Linked DNA regions of Mus musculus: region 2 is linked to region 1. Evidence: chromatin contacts called from public promoter capture Hi-C data. All regions are on one chromosome and are shown on one strand. The core of a region is the stretch at or near the end of the contact, and the rest is flanking DNA. Distances in the headings are between cores, read along the strand shown.

What was found. Capture Hi-C pulls out chosen DNA fragments and counts their contacts.
Region 2: a contact with region 1 is called in a promoter capture Hi-C map of adipose tissue. The contact joins two enhancer-like sites. A contact is called at or near these places in 1 of 484 Hi-C or Micro-C datasets (liver) and 3 of 9 other capture datasets (adipose tissue, liver and pancreatic islet).

Annotation. Positions count from the first base shown.
Region 1 is chr3:116,538,576-116,546,395 of GRCm38.p6, forward strand. It overlaps Dbt (dihydrolipoamide branched chain transacylase E2), which reads left to right. Exons shown (of 11, transcript NM_010022.4): 6 at 514-730; 7 at 1,080-1,246; 8 at 5,193-5,270; 9 at 7,407-7,598; 10 at 7,719-7,790. Among named protein-coding and RNA genes, the nearest start is that of Lrrc39, 20 kb to the right of the region's middle. Within about 2 kb of position 4,121, at least 34 of the 459 cell types and tissues checked have an H3K27ac peak or open chromatin away from gene starts, as enhancers often do. A contact at or near this core is called in adipose tissue, where this site is marked.
Region 2 is chr3:116,635,274-116,643,093 of GRCm38.p6, forward strand. It overlaps Mfsd14a (major facilitator superfamily domain containing 14A), which reads right to left. Exons shown (of 12, transcript NM_008246.2): 6 at 6,437-6,655; 7 at 5,974-6,087; 8 at 5,114-5,185; 9 at 1,005-1,117. Among named protein-coding and RNA genes, the nearest start is that of Mfsd14a, 23 kb to the right of the region's middle. Within about 2 kb of position 3,233, at least 49 of the 459 cell types and tissues checked have an H3K27ac peak or open chromatin away from gene starts, as enhancers often do. A contact at or near this core is called in adipose tissue, where this site is marked.

The DNA.
Region 1 (7,820 bases), core at 2,871-5,370:
ATAATGGGGAGATTTAGAGACTTTGGAGATTTAAATGGACAAATGAACAACAGTGTGTAAAAGTAACAACTGTGTGTAAAACTGTGTGTAAAACAGTGTGTAAAAGTAACAACTGCTTACCCAGAGGTCCTGAGGCTTGTTTCTTAAATGATGAAAATGTTCCTCAAACAAAGTTACTGGGGAAAATGTTTACATATATATATATGTATTATATGTGTGTGTGTGTGTGTGTGTGTGTGCATTGGTTTTTCAAAACAGGGTTTCCCTGTGTATCCCTGGCTGTCCTGGGCTGCAGGGCTACTCTTATTTTTTAAGAATATGTGTGTGTGTGTGTGTGTGTGTGTGTGTGTGTGTGTGTGTTTAGCCCTGGCTGGCCTGGAACTCAGCCATCCGCCTGCCTCTGCCTCCCGAGTGCTGGGACTAGGCTTGTGCCATCACTGCCTGGCTTTTCTGCTCCATCTTTAAACGTTGATGGTAAGTTTATTCTTAACACCAAAATGTATTCTGTTTTAGATTAAGCTGAGTGAAGTTGTTGGCTCAGGAAAAGATGGCAGAATACTTAAAGAAGATATTCTCAGCTTTTTGGAAAAGCAGACAGGAGCCATACTGCCTCCCTCACCAAAATCTGAAATCACACCACCTCCACCACAGCCCAAAGACAGGACCTTTCCCACGCCGATAGCAAAGCCTCCAGTGTTCACAGGCAAAGACCGAACAGAGCCAGTGACAGGTAACAGCAGTGATATGAAGCGGTGTAATTTACTTTGGGGAATTGTCTCAGGAGACGCATCTTCATCGTATGATATTTTTGATTGCCTTTTGAGCCTGGATCTCACTGTGTAGCCCTAGAACTCCATATGTAGACCAGGCTGGCTGTGTACTCACAGAGATCTTCCTGCCTCTGCCTCCCCGACGCTGGGGATTAAAGGCGCGGACCACCACGCCTGGCTTTCAGTTCTCACTAACAGAAAATTTCAAACTCATCATGAAATTACCATAATACAATGGTACAGTTTTTCTATTTTTGTATTGAAAAATAATATTGTCAGGTTTATATAAAACGACTGGCTTTCTTGTAGGCTTCCAGAAGGCAATGGTGAAGACCATGTCTGCAGCCCTGAAGATTCCCCACTTCGGGTATTGTGATGAGATTGACCTTACTCAACTGGTTAAGCTTCGAGAAGAGCTGAAACCTGTTGCTTTGGCGCGTGGAATCAAACTCTCCTTCATGCCCTTCTTCTTAAAGGTGAGTTTCACTCATCCCAGGCCAGGCCCCAGAGGGGATGGTGCCACTTGGTCTTGTAAAGATGCAGCAGATTAGAATTAAAGTACTGCTTTATGCCATATCGTCAGACTTGGGGGGAAAAAAGTCCAAACGCACCCTCTTTGATTCATAGGAATTTATACAGTTGAAAGCTGTATTATATTTTTAATCTGCTTACCTCTTTCTCTAAGATTTATTTTATGTTTAAGTTACATTTACCTATTTATTTAGTGTGTGTGAGTGTGCGTGCTGTGTGTGAGTGTATACTTGTGTGTTTATGCACTCAAGTGCACTCAAGGGGACAACTTATAGGAGTCCGTTTTCTTCTTCTACCTTGTGAGTCCCAGGGATTGAACTCGGGTTGTCAGGAGGAAAAGTGCCTCGCTCAGCTCACTGAACCACCTCGCCAGCCCAAGAGTTTGTTTGTTTGTTTGTTTGTTTGTGTTTGAGGCAGAGTTGCATCCCTGGCTGGCTTGGAACTTATGATGTAGACTGCTTTCAAACTCAGACATCAACCTGCCTCTGCCTCCCAAGTGCTGGGATTAAAGACATATACCACAATGCCTGGCTGTTTGTGTGTGTGTGTGTGTGTGTGTGTGTGTGTGTGTGTGTGTTTGTGTTCATGTATGTACCCACAGAGGCTAAAAGAGGGTGACAGTCAGATCTCCTGGAGCCAGAGTTAGCAGGCAGTGGCGAGTCATTCAGCTGGGGTCCTCTGTAGGTGTAGTGCATGCTCCTAAGTACAGAGCCGTCTCCCCACTTGAAGCTAGGAAGAGAACCCTGCTGACAGTTGAGGGAAGCCTGAAAGAGAGGGGAAGAGGAAAGTTCCAGTTTGAGCTGAAAGGAGACATGAAGTGGCCACACATAACAGTAGTATTCGTTTCCATGTCTTCAACACATCCACGGGGAGGCTTCTGAGTGTGGCACTGCTGGGTCACTGGCAGTGACATTAACAGCCACTGCAAAGCAGCTACCGTGTGTCAGGCTTCGGTAAGCAAGCTCCAGACAGCTATCCCTTACATCTCAGTGGTATTCCAGATGTGCAGATAGTACATTCTCCACTTCCCTCTGAAGAAAACTGGGCCTCAGAGTGGCTGACAGTCTTCTCACGGACGTTCTAGTCTGCTCTGGTCCTGCTCTGGCCTCTCCTCATTCGACATGGCTCCTCCCGCCCTTTCTTCACAGTCTGCCAGGACAAATCATCTTTCACTCAAATTGAATCGGATCCCGATTCTTTCAGCAGTTTCCCTTCAGTGCCTTTAGGATGATTTCCCAAGTCCTTAGTGTGGCCTACAAGTCTCTGCTGGCTACCCCTCCAGTCTCCTCAAAACCACTCTCTGCCCACTCTGTTTTAATCACATTGAGCTGAAATATCCACCAGGTCTCTCCCTCTGTCTCTCTGTGTCTCTCTGTCTCTGTCTCTCTCTCTGTTTCTCTCTCTTCTCTCCCTATTTTGTTTTGTTTGTTGTTTTTTGCAACAGTTTCACTAGCTAGCCCAGGCTGGCCTGAAACTCACAGTCCTGCCCCAGCCTTCCTAGTGCTGAACTGAGATTACAGGCATGAGCCATCTCTCCTGGCCTCCTCTTTCAAATATCTGTGCATTTTAAATATGGGATCCGTTCAGATATAGACTCCAGAATCCCTCTGTGGCTCCCACTGTCACCACATGCTATTGCTGCCCACTGTGGTGCGCTTTAGTGTGCTGCTGTTGTTAGCCTGGTTCCCTTCTCCAGATACTGAGCCCCTGAGACACAATGTGTTCTCCTTTAGCATCTGCCCTGCAAATGGATAATCTCTAAGCATGGAAGGTCATGGATGTCTCCAAATGAAGGTGGGGGGAGGGCATCTGGACTCTGTTAGGGGTAGAGAATCACCTATAGAGGTGTCACTCAAAGTTGTGTGAATGAGAGGGCAGCTCGGGGCTTTACAGCAGTAGGTAGAACCTGAATTAGCAAGGAAAGTGGTGATAGCATGAGCTCCTTAGAAGACAGATAATTGGTTTCCATTACTGTATAGCAAACTAACTACTCCCAAATTTAATGGAATAAAGCATCGGTTGTTTATGGATTCTCATGAGGTAAACTGGGTATGAGTCTGCTGACCTTGGCAGGAATCTCTCCCTTCTACAGAAACTTGCAGTTGGCCAGAGGGTGACTGTTGTAGGAAGGCCCAGCAGGGATGGCCCCTTCTCTTCTGTACTGTCTTCCTTCTCCTCAGCGTGCTCCTCTGTCTCAGCCCTGGAGCAGGTGAAGAGAAACAGCAGAAGTGCTGAGGCTTTTTTGTTCCCCATTCTGCCTCCCAGGGAAAGACCTGGCCCCTTCTGAAGTCAGGATAGACCAGCTCTCAGACAACTGGGTCTCTTTTACCGCTGTGTTTCTTCATTGTTCATTGAACTTGTTCTGTTCCCACTGGCCAAAGCCAGTCACCTGACTAAGCTGGGAGCTTAACTACCAAAGGGTGCAGATGCACACAGGGTGTCATGAAAAGCTAGAGTCATTACTTCAGCCTCCACACTCAGAGACAAGGACAATGCTTTAAGCAGATAGGTAGCAGTTTGTTTCGCCAAGGTTAAACAGGAGAGAGTTAGTAACAGGCTGTTAGCATAATAACCACAGGGCCTTGAGTTTGCCAAGGCCCTGCAGAGGCAAGACCTGTGGGCTGTTAGCTGAGGAGGTGTAGGGATTAGAGACCCTGAGATAGTCTGGTAAGAGGCAGCCTGCAGAAGAGAAGGTGATAAAGAGGTGGTAAAAAATATAGCCTTCTTCCTCTGTAAAAGAAGGCTGAGGGAACGTTTCACCCCCTCAAGGAAGCAGGGGGCTGATTATACCCTGAAAGAGTGAACTGGGGAAGGGAAGTAGAGGAAATGTGTGGGGTGGACTGTTGGAGAAAGGCCCAGCATTAGGGGAACTGAGAGGAAGACTGGCAAGAGGGCACCACCCTGTCTTCCTGACCCTCCCCATCCTGCCTCCCGGGGAAAGACCTGGCCCCTTCTGAAGCCAGGATAGACCAGCTCTCAGACAACTGGGTCTCTTTCACCGCTGTGTTTCTTCATTGTTCTAGCTAAATGAATAATAATCTCTTGGTATTTTCAAAAATAAGTTTTGCGAATTTTATTTTAAATTTAAATGTAAATTTTAAAACCTTTAAAAATACTACAAAGTATGAAATGTGGGATATATATCTATATCTACATATCTTGTATTATCATTTGCAAAAATATTATACTCAAACCTCCATTTCTATTGGTCCTACTTTTGACTAACTTCAGGTGTGGATTTTTATTTGCTTATTCTTGTTCTTGTTCTTGGTTCCTGGCTGGCCTGAACTTGCTTCTATAGAACAGACTGTCTCAGTCACAAGAGACTCCATAGCCACAGCCTGTTGTAACTACACTAGTCACTATGAAAGATCTCCGTCTAAACCGTCTTTGAATGTCCTGAACATTTGGGATCAGGGAGACATTTCGAAGTTAGGGAACTCAGCCCATGCGCAGGAGAGAATGATATGAAGACAAAGGAAGTTTAAAGAGCAGGGGAGGGGTGGAAGGGGGCAAACAGGAATGTGTGCCTGCCAGCAGGTGGGCTCTGCCAGCTCTGCCCCTGACCAGGCCAAGGGCACCCGTGGAACCCGTGGCCTCTAATGATCGCTTTGAAATTACTGCCCTGTGTCCCTTCCTGCATGGTTATATTGAAAGTCCCCTTCCTGTTTGCAGGTGACCTGCCCGTTGCATCGTTTGTTTCTCCATGGTTAGGGCATCCTAGCTTCACCTTGGTTAGAGATCCGAGTTTCTGGAAGGGAGAAAGCTGTGTGCGCGTGGCCTTGAGTTCGAGCTCTCTTTCCCTCTGCCCGGCTACCTTCTGTCACCTGCAGTCCTCCATGCCTGTGTGAGGCCAGAGTGTTCATGGCGACTTCTCTTTCCTGTTAACAGGCTGCTTCTCTGGGACTCCTGCAGTTTCCTATCCTCAATGCCTCCGTGGACGAGAACTGCCAGAACATCACCTACAAGGTTGGCTATGCATTTTGAAAATCTTCGATTTAATAGAAGATAGGCTACTCAAACACTGGCCCTTTTTCAGACAGGAAAGAAAGGTATATAGCATAGGCCATTAAACTTAGGCTTCAGTCTGTTGGCTTTGCTTTTGCTGTTTAATAAGGATTTTGTTCAGCTGTGCAGTGTCCCCTTCAAAAGTCTTGTTGATTTCCCATTTAATATAGCGGAACTACCCTGGTAGTAGCACACGCCTTTAATCCCGGCACTCAGGAGGCAGAGGCAGGTGGAGCTTTGTGAGTTCAAGGCCAGCCTGGTTTACAGAGAGAGAGTTCCAGGATAGCCAGGGCTACACAAAAAAAACATTGCCTTGAAAAACCAAAATAATAAACAAACAAATAAACAAATAAGTGGAATTATAAGTGTGTGAGGCAGTGAAGAGTTCCCCGTGTGACTCAGCATCCCAGAAGCTTGGCCTCTCGAGATTACAGTGTGGACTCTGAAAAAGAGAGCAGTTGCTAAAAAGTGTGTGTAGGTAGGCATGTATGTCTGCATGTGCTATGTGCCCGTGAGTGCAGGTGCCTTGGAGGCCAGAGGCCTCCGCTCAGCTGGAGGGATGGACTGTAGAGAGCCTCCCGATGTAGGTGCTGGGAACTTAATTTGGGTCATCTGGACAGACAGCACGTGCTCTTAACCACTGAGCCATCTCTCCAGCCCAAAAGAGTAATTCATCATTCTTTTTTTTTCGAGACAGGGTTTCTCTGAGTAGCCCTGGCTATCCTGGAACTCACTTTGTAGACCAGGCTGGCCTCAAACTCAGAAATCCGCCGGCCTCTGCCTCCCAAGGGCTGGGATTAAAGACGTGCACCACCATGCCCGGCTATAATTTTTTTTTTTAAGTAATACATTTAGATCCAGGTTGAGTGAGGTCTTCAGTTTGGAGTGAAAGTGTCTTAAGACAAAATTCTTGCCGTATTAATTCCTATATTCACTTCTCCTTACCTTAGCAATCCTCAGCTCGTAGTCAGGTTAGGGAGAGTCAAGACGGTTGCTCAGTGGTTAGTGCTGACACAGCACCACCAAAACACAGAGACCAAGGGTTCATGCGCTTAGGTAGTATAGGGATCGGGTCAAAGCCCTTCAGTGTGCCTAATACAGTGGACTGTTTATTTTCATCTTAATCCTTCCTAATTAAATGTAGCTTGTTTTTAAAAACTTAGAAAAAAATGTTTGCTTTCAATCCTGTGGCCTCAGATAATTTCCTGTTCACAATGATAGTCTTCCAGGAATTCATTGAAGTAATACATATTTTTCTTTAATTTGCTTTTCTCTTTTTCATTTAAGTATTGTGGATATCATCATAAGTCAATAGATATGATATGGTCATGTATTTCCTCCGTGACCTTCTGGCAAATACGCTGATTGTTACGAAACCACATGATGCTGTCGCCTGGTTAACTCCTTCATCCTTTTGCATTGATTCCCTTAGCTCCATTTTTTACAATTACTGTATGTGTCTTCTAAAATAGTCTTTTAAGTTTGGTTAAGTTATTTTGCTTATTTTACATTTATTTTATCTTGGGTAGGGCACTGGTGCCACTTCCCCACCCGGATTCCAGAGTTTCCGCTCAGGTGGGCAGCTAGCACCCACACCCACTGCTCTCTCGTTCCCCAAAACCCTTCCTTCCAAGTTACTTCCATTCTAGTGAAAATAGTGACTTTCATCATTTGGCCTTCTGGCTTTGTAAGATATGATCTTGCCAGACGGCACAAGCAGGCTTCAAACCATCGCTCTTCCTTCCTCAGCCTCCTGGATATTCAGATTACAGGCGTAGGGTGTCTATACTTGCTTGGCAAAATAGTTTGGTATCTTTGTTTTAGAAGGCAGCAGAGTTTATCTTTTCTTTGCTGTAAGTTATGTATTAAACATTTTACTGGGGGCTGGAGAGATGGCTTAGCGGTTAAGAGAACTGACTGCTCTTCCAGAGGTCCTGAGTTCAATTCCCAGCAACCACTTGGTGGCTCACAACCATCTGTAATGGGATCTGATGCCGTCTTCTGGTGCGTCTGAAGACAGCTACAGTGTACTCACATAAAATAAGTAAATAAGTCTTAAAAAAAAAAGTCCTACTAAATAATTTTTTTCCTTCCTAGGCTTCTCACAACATTGGGATAGCAATGGACACTGAGCTGGGGTTAATTGTCCCCAATGTGAAGAACGTTCAGGTCCGCTCTGTATTTGAGATCGCCATGGAACTGAACCGCCTCCAGAAACTGGGCTCTTCCGGTCAGCTCGGTACCACCGACCTTACAGGAGGGACATTTACTCTTTCCAACATTGGATCAGTAAGTCATGCTACTCACAGTTATAAGTGTAACTTGAATTTCGGATCACCTGGTCCAGTAAAATACAGCTTGTAATCTATCGGGCATTCCCTGAAAGCTAAATTTTCCCACTCTTCTCAGATCGGTGGAACCTATGCCAAGCCAGTGATATTGCCACCGGAAGTAGCCATTGGTGCCCTGGGAGCGATTAAGGTATGTGTAGTGAGGAACTGCAGGACAATC
Region 2 (7,820 bases), core at 1,983-4,482, 96 kb after region 1:
ATTAATAAAGAAACATCAAGTGTATTTAAATGCAAGTCAGCGGTCTTCTAAAGTTCCCATGGCTTTGTGATTCACTGTAAAGGTCACTGGTTGACTGTAATGTCAGGAATATGGAGGGTACATAAGCTGGATGCCCCTGTCTTGTGGGGAAGAAATATTTCAGGTTTGTGGGCACCTATGCAAAGGCTAGACTGGAAAATAAATTACCCACTGAAACACATTCTCCGTGTTTACTAATATCCAAATCCAAAGAGGAGCTGGGCAACCTATCCCCAATCGTCCTGCAGGACAGCACCCTGTACGCAAAGCTGAGCTGAGTGCTGAGGCCAGGGGGAAGTAAGCGACTGCTCGCTCCCACTTGTCAGTGAACAACACTGGCTTTTGTTTTGCTTTTCTTAACCAGGAAAACAAAATATGTAATAAGCTGTCAGGGCTTTGTTGGCACAGAGTGCTGTGCTGTTTCCTAGTAACAAACTGATTAGATTAAATGCTCCTTAGAGATTTGATAGCTTAATAATCTCAGGGAGAAAAAGCCAGTGTGTAGCCTTCAGCCACTCTTGGATATATAAATATATGGGAAATTGTACTATGCATGCTTAAAGTGCAGCAAGAAACAGATTCAAGTCAATAGCTTAGCAAGGCTGGGGCTGGGTGTGTCATGTTTACCGGTAGAACTGCACTTGTGAGGGGGAGGGAGCCTTAGCTAAAGAAAAGACGGAAAGGGAGCAAGCCCCAGAACCCTTTTCATGGGGAGATGGCTGTGGGTAGGCTGCCCATGCCCCTGTAGGTGGCCCCACTTCCAGGCCAGGCTCACGAGGTCAGCACTGTTTTGGACTCTGGGTTAAGTTCACACACACCACATGTCTATGACGTTGGGACAAAGGTGTGTTGTGGAGCTGGAAAAGGATCGGGAAGCAGGTGGTAGTGGGCTGACAAATTATATCATACAAATAAAACTTCCAAAGAATATAGAAGAATTATAACATCCCAACATTTATACCTACCAAGGTTCGGAACCAAAGCCGTACCATGCCAGCTGCAATATTTGAAATCCCAGACCCAGTAAGATGGTGTTCTTATTTCCAATTGACCTCATGAGTAAACTCAAGACTATGGTCTGAAAGACAAACACAGTTATCACAAAAGAGTTTTGTTTTTCCTCTCTTTTAAAAAACTTGCATTTATTTATTTTCAGGAACTGATTTTCTCCCTGATGGCAAGTACCTTTACCTACAGAGCCATCTTGCTGGCCCATGTCACAAAGTCTTTAAAAAGAGACAAGAAAAAGTGTTTCTTTCCTCTAATGAAGTAGCTTTTAACCCACGTGCAGAGTCAGCGCTAGAAAGCTCCAGTCACACTTTCTATCTCCTTACTTAACACCTACAGAGGCCCACACTGACAAACACCTCCGGGCTCCTGATGGAGAGGACCATCATCTAACAGCCTGAAGGAAATCCAAAGCCACGTGAGCCCTGTGGTGCTCTGAATGAGAACGGCCCCCTTCAATCATCTGTTTTCAATACTTGGCCCCAATATTGGTGGAACTGTTTGAAAAATATTAGGTATGGCCTTGTTGGAGGGGGATGCCACTGGATGTGGGCTTTGGGACCTCAAACACCCCACTGTTCTCAGCACTCTGCTCCTGCATGTGGACCAATCAAGCTCTCAGTACTGCTTCAGCATCAGCCTATTTAGCAGATGCCATGTCCCCACCAGCTTCTATGTTCTGGAACTGTTAACCACAGACTCAACTTTCTATAAATTGGCATGGTCATAGTGTCTCATCACAGAAATACAAAAGAAACAAAGATATACCTCAATGCTATCCTATGGCCGCATAAACTTCATCTAAGCCTGCTGTTGAAATTGTGAGGATTCTATGAACTATGAAGTAAGATTCAGGCAATTTATATTTAAGAGCACAGAGTTTGTAAAGACATGATGGGCACAATCTTTGAGATCTTGGATGAATCCACTTCAGTTTTTTTCTTACCAAGTAGAACTAACAGCAGCAAGTTCAGAATTCAATACTGGATGATGAAATGAATCATATGAAGTGCTTAGAGTTGTGCCTAGCACATAGGAAGCATCTCATAAATGGCTTTATCGGTAGATGGACATTCCCATTGTTCTAACGTACATGAAATTCAGCAGGGATTAGGTAGGGCATCAAAACTAACTTTGCTACTCTAACTACTGTGGAACATGCGCACAAAATGACTAAGTCTGTAGAAGCGGTACCCAAATCACTCTCATTACTTCCTGACACATCAGATAATTAGAATGAAAGTTGAAATTTAATCATTTAACTTTTTATGAGGTTTGGTGACAAAAGCAAAACTTCTTTTACAGCTAGGTGTGTGGTGACTCAGGTCTCTAGCCTGAGGCTAGTCAGGAGAACTGACCTATGTTTGAGGCCAGCCTAGGCTACAGCTGAGTTCTAGGTTAGCATGAGTTAGAATCTCTGAGTCCTTGCCTCAAAAAAAGATTCCTAGAAGGATTTTCAAATGAGAACCCATGACCACTGGACCAGACTCCTAGAAACATCTGAAGACTCAGCTTTCTTCTCTAAGACTCTGGTAGAAGTGCACAGCATACAGGACAAAGTCCCTGGGCCTGTCCACCTTGTGGGATTAGACTCTGGTAGCCACGCCACAAAATGCCCCACCCAGTAGCTTGCCAGGATAAGATCAATTCACGGGGAAAAAAAAAAAACTGGATAAAGCTAGTATTTCACATGTATGAGAAAATTTCAACTTTTATTTCCTCTAATAAGATTTTGGGTATGCTCCATCCACTTCCTTATACTGTGGGTAGACAGTATTACACGTGACAACTTACATATTAGGACGACTAGAATTTGTAAACTCCAAACTGCTAAGTCTTAGAGCTATAAATCCAGCATCCCACAAGAACTTGTGAAACTTGTTTGTCATAAGGAGTCACTTCCCTTGCCTCTGGCAAAGGGACAAGTGGCTCACTGGCCTCCTGGCTCCTCAGTCCTATTCACAAGTATCCTGTGCCCTCCTTTCTCTCCTCCTCACACCCACTGCCTCCTAGTCTCTCGTTAGTCCCGATTCCTAGCCTCTGCCCTGGTCTCTTCCAAACGCCCTTGGCTGTTCTCTCGTACCTGCAATAAAGACTTTCTCCTAGTGAATAGTCATAGTTTCTTCACTACACCCTCTTACGTTCTGGGAAAGTGCACTCAAGGCCATCCCTAAACATAGTACTTACACCTCAAAAGTCCTGCTTCCTCTTAAGACTCTAGGGCAGTGGCTCTCAGCCTCATGTTGTGCTGATCCCCAACCTTATCCATCTGTTTTTGTTGCTACTTTATAACTTTAATCTTGCTGCTATAACTTATAATGTAAACAGCTGATCTGTGACCCCATGGGGTCATGGCCCACGCGCTGAGAGCCTCTGCTCTAGGGGCTCACAGGGTAGAAAGCAGGCCCTCGGCATTGGTGCCCCCAGAGTGATATGCCCTGCTAAAAGACAATCACCTTGATGAAATCCCCTCAGCCTGAGGCAGGCACCCAGCTGAAGGGCCAGCTCTGGGCACAAGCGTGCACTCTTCCGGGATGTGAGGCTCAGGAAGCTGACACTTCCCAAAGGAGATCCCAGCTACCAACAAAGCCTCTTATAAAACAACACCTACGGCCCATCACTCAACCCAACCGGCTAATACTGCTAATTTATGACCTTTCTCAATTTAAAAAGCCAGGACCAAGAAATCCTAATTCAGGAATGAGTTCAGTAAGAAAGACCCTGGGAACACACACACACACGCACGCACAACAACAATACTTCTCCTTGTGTATTGCTAGCCTGTTTACCTTGTAAGTGGGAGCCAAAGGTAAATGTACTTTTTTAAGGGAACTAGAAGTCACTCAGAAACAGAATCCAGAAATACTGGTCACCTCCCTTCCTGGGGCCACATCCTGTGTATAATCACTAAGTCAGACTCTGTAAGAATCTCTCACACCCAAAGACTAAAAGACCCACTGTGACAACAATCCCTGTTTACCTGCTGGCCTTCCACGAGCCCCCTGGAATTTACTCCCTAGCCCTTTTCCCCTTACCCACACCAGCAGTGCCAGACAGGCCTCTCTGCTTTCTTATTCACGCACCAGGAGCACTCTCACCCTTGGGGCATTAATCTCAATATTCAGCAACTTAGAATTCTCCTCAGCTATATCTGTACATCCTTGACCAGATGCCACCTTGTATATAAGTACTCCTCAAATTACCCCTACCCATAAAACCCTATTCAAGTTTCTCCACCACTTCCTGTTCCTTAAAGTTATGTCAGCAACATAAACAAAGTTTCCAATTGACCCATCCAATCTGTCTCATTCCCTAGAATACAGTCTGGATAGCAGGAATCATCTGCAGCTTAACCAGGGTCTGTCAGTACTGTGACCTCCAGTAACTATTTGAAGAGTAAATTCACAGAGCAAGGAGTCCTGACAGGAATCAATAAACGGTCATGACAGGTACAATAAACTATATGTACCCATCCAAAACTCTCATCAATTACTAGCTCTGCTAGCAAGTTTTTAACTCTACAGATCAGACTTGTTTCTAGCCAGGCATGGTGGCAGAGGCCTTTAGTCCCAACACTTGGGAGGCAGGAGGATCTCTGTGACTTTGAGGCCAGCTTGGTCTACATAGTAACTTCTTAAAAGAGTTAGAACTACTTACTTAGAGAGAGCCTGTCTCAAACAAACAAAAAAAGGTCTCACCAAAATGCCTGTCTTAATTAGGGTTTTACTGCTGTGAACAGACACCATAGCCAAGGCAACTCTTATAAGAACAACATTTAACTGGGGCTGGCCTACAGATTCAGAGGTTCAGTCCATTATCAAGGAGGGAGCATGGCAGCATCCAGGCAGGCATGGTGCAAGAGGAGCTCAGAGTTCTACATCTTCTTTATCTAAGATTGGCTTCCAAACTGCTAGGAGGAGGGGCTTAAAGCCCACGCCTACAATGACACACTTCCTACACCAAGGCCACACCTCCTATAGCACCAAGCATATTCAAAGTAGCACAAGGCCTTTACTGAGTAAAACCTCATTTGGATGACATCAGTTTAACTAAAGCAGAAACTCACCTGTGCAATAATGGACAGAATGCCAAGGACTGCTATGAAGGCTGCCACACTTTCTGGGGAAAATTTCATTATCTAGAAGGTTTCCAAAACAAGTAAAATTAATGAAAAAGGAAGCACAGCACATATATACTCATGTAACACTAGTACATGTACGATTAAATGGCTAGAAAAATGACTATTGACAACTTTTCATTCTAATTTTAATCATACACATTTTTCCTTCAGGAAAAAAATGGCTTATCATATTTAAAATACCTTCTTATATATAATAGACCTCTTTTATTTGGCCATAACTAAGCTATCAAGCACCCAAAACCATTTTAAAAATAAGTACAACATGAGGTCCTGGTTTCACCTCCAGTACCAAGGATGGGGAGCATAAGGCGGCCGTGTGGCGGAGGTTAAGCTCTTGTTGGCCATTCGTTTATAAACGTGTTGTGGGGCAGTTCTACAGTCACCTGGGAAGAGAGAACCTCTACTTAAAGCTTTCATCAGCCTGGCCTCTAGGCGAGTGTGTGGGGACATTTCCTTGACTCTTGACTGATGGAGGAGGGCCCTGCACACCATAGATGGTACCACTCTGGAGCACGCGGTCCTGGAAGGAGCAAGCAGAAAGCAGCATTCCTCCATAGTGTCTGCTTCACTTCCTGCTTCCAGGTTTCTGCCCTGATTCCCTCCAAAGATGGGACTGTACATGGAATATAAGCTAAATAATCCTTTCTTGCCTGAGTTGCTTGTGGTGAGTGTTTTATCACAGCAATAGAAGGCAAACTAGGACAAGTATTCATTTTAAAGATGACCACAGCTCCTGTTTTTACAGCGCTCAACATGACAAGCTTGCTTTGGTAGGACGGCCTTACCTGTCTGAGGTATAAGAAGAAGCTGGAGTACTGGCCGGCTTCAGGTAGGTAGGAGAGAAACACCGTGATACAGATCAGCAGCACTATGGAGTCTTGGCCCACTTTTTTTAAAGACTAGAACAGGAGAAACACAACACATGCTCACATCAAAACCTCACGCTTACAACTAGTTCTCTTTTTTTTCATCCTACTCAAACTAGTCTGAAAAATATTTCAAAGTGTTAAAATGTTTTTTGGTTTTTTGAATTCCTTTTGGTGGTGCATGCTTCTATTTGCAGAACTAAAGAGGCTGATACAGAGTGATCTCCAATAACAGGCCACCTTGGGCTGCATAGCAAGACCCTGTTAATAATAAATATACAGATAAACTTTAAGATGCCCCCCGGCCCCCAAGCATCCAGAGAGAAGTATCTATCTGCATCCCACTGAGTCAGGTATTCTCTTTTGCCAAGGGAAAACTTACTGCAAAGGGGTCAGCCTGTTCCCATGAAATGGGAGCTCCCCACGATGCTGGCCGCATCTTCTCAGGCAATGACTCTGGCACAGCAACAAGGATAAAACAGATGTCTAGCAGAGCTATTGCTGTAGCAAGGACCACCACTAAGCTGTCCCCATACACTCGTCCAAGGTAAGCTCCAATTGCAGGGCTGGTAACTAAGCTGGCAGCGAACGTAGCAGAAACCTACAATCAAGAACAGAGAAGGGGTTTATGTGGGGCTCCCCTGTCAACACCCATCCTGCTCTGCAAGCCAGGCGCAACTGTACTCTTCCTGTGCTCCCTCGCAGGAAGGTCAGCACATCGGCTTCTTGCTTAAGGAGATGATCCAGCCTCTCAAACTTCCTTTTAAACTTTGGAGCCTTTTGTGTGAGTATATCCTAAAGACCAACTCATAGGAGAACAGACCTACAAGCCAACAAGGAACTGAAAGGTGACTGGCTGGGGAAGTGAGGAGCCCAGAGCCCATGAACAACACACCCTTCCTGCCCTATGCTGTCCTCAGCACTGTATCCATCCCTTGCACTCTCTATAAACAGTCTCAAATCATTCACTGCTGTAAGGGAATCAATTTCACTGTGAGTTTTCTCATCAAAATTAAATAGATAATTAAATGTTTATGATGATACATATTTAGGGCTAGCTGAAATCAGACTTAGAGACTTTTAACAGAAGGACCAGGAAGAGCAAAAATACCTGTCACTGAGACCTTCTTTCGACCTCTAAAGAGGTGTGGACAAGCCTAGCAGAGGCAAAGATTAGAGAGAACCCAGTAACCCCAGACAAAGCTGGCTCACCACACAGTGAGCTGCAAATCAGCAGATGTGAAAGCAGATAACGCCTAATCAAAACCATGGTCTTCAGAAGGAACTAGAAATTAGAGCCAGGATTGCTAACTGCCTATCTAGAGTGAGGCCCTATGTTCACTCCAGTATTCAGAGAAAAAAGAAAGAAGAAATGAAAATGGAAACTTTACTGTTTCTATGCCATTTTGGCTTTTGAATGTAGCTAATCAACACAATAGTGTTTATTTGCAACTTTATGAATAATGATTAAAATGAATCCAGGTATTTTTTTAAACATTCACTCATGTATGTATGTATGTATGTATGTATGTATGTATGTATGTATGCATGCATAGAAGTCAGAGGACAACTTGTCACAGTTGGTTCTCTACATTTTACTATGTGGGACCCAGGAATCAAGCTCAGACCATCACCCCTTCTCATCTTTACTGGTAACACCCTCATAAATATAAAATAAAATGGAAACAAAAACAAAAAACAAAACCTACAAGCTGCTATTTGAGGGTCCTGTGTCTCTCACAATTAAATTTTTAAAAAGCTGTATC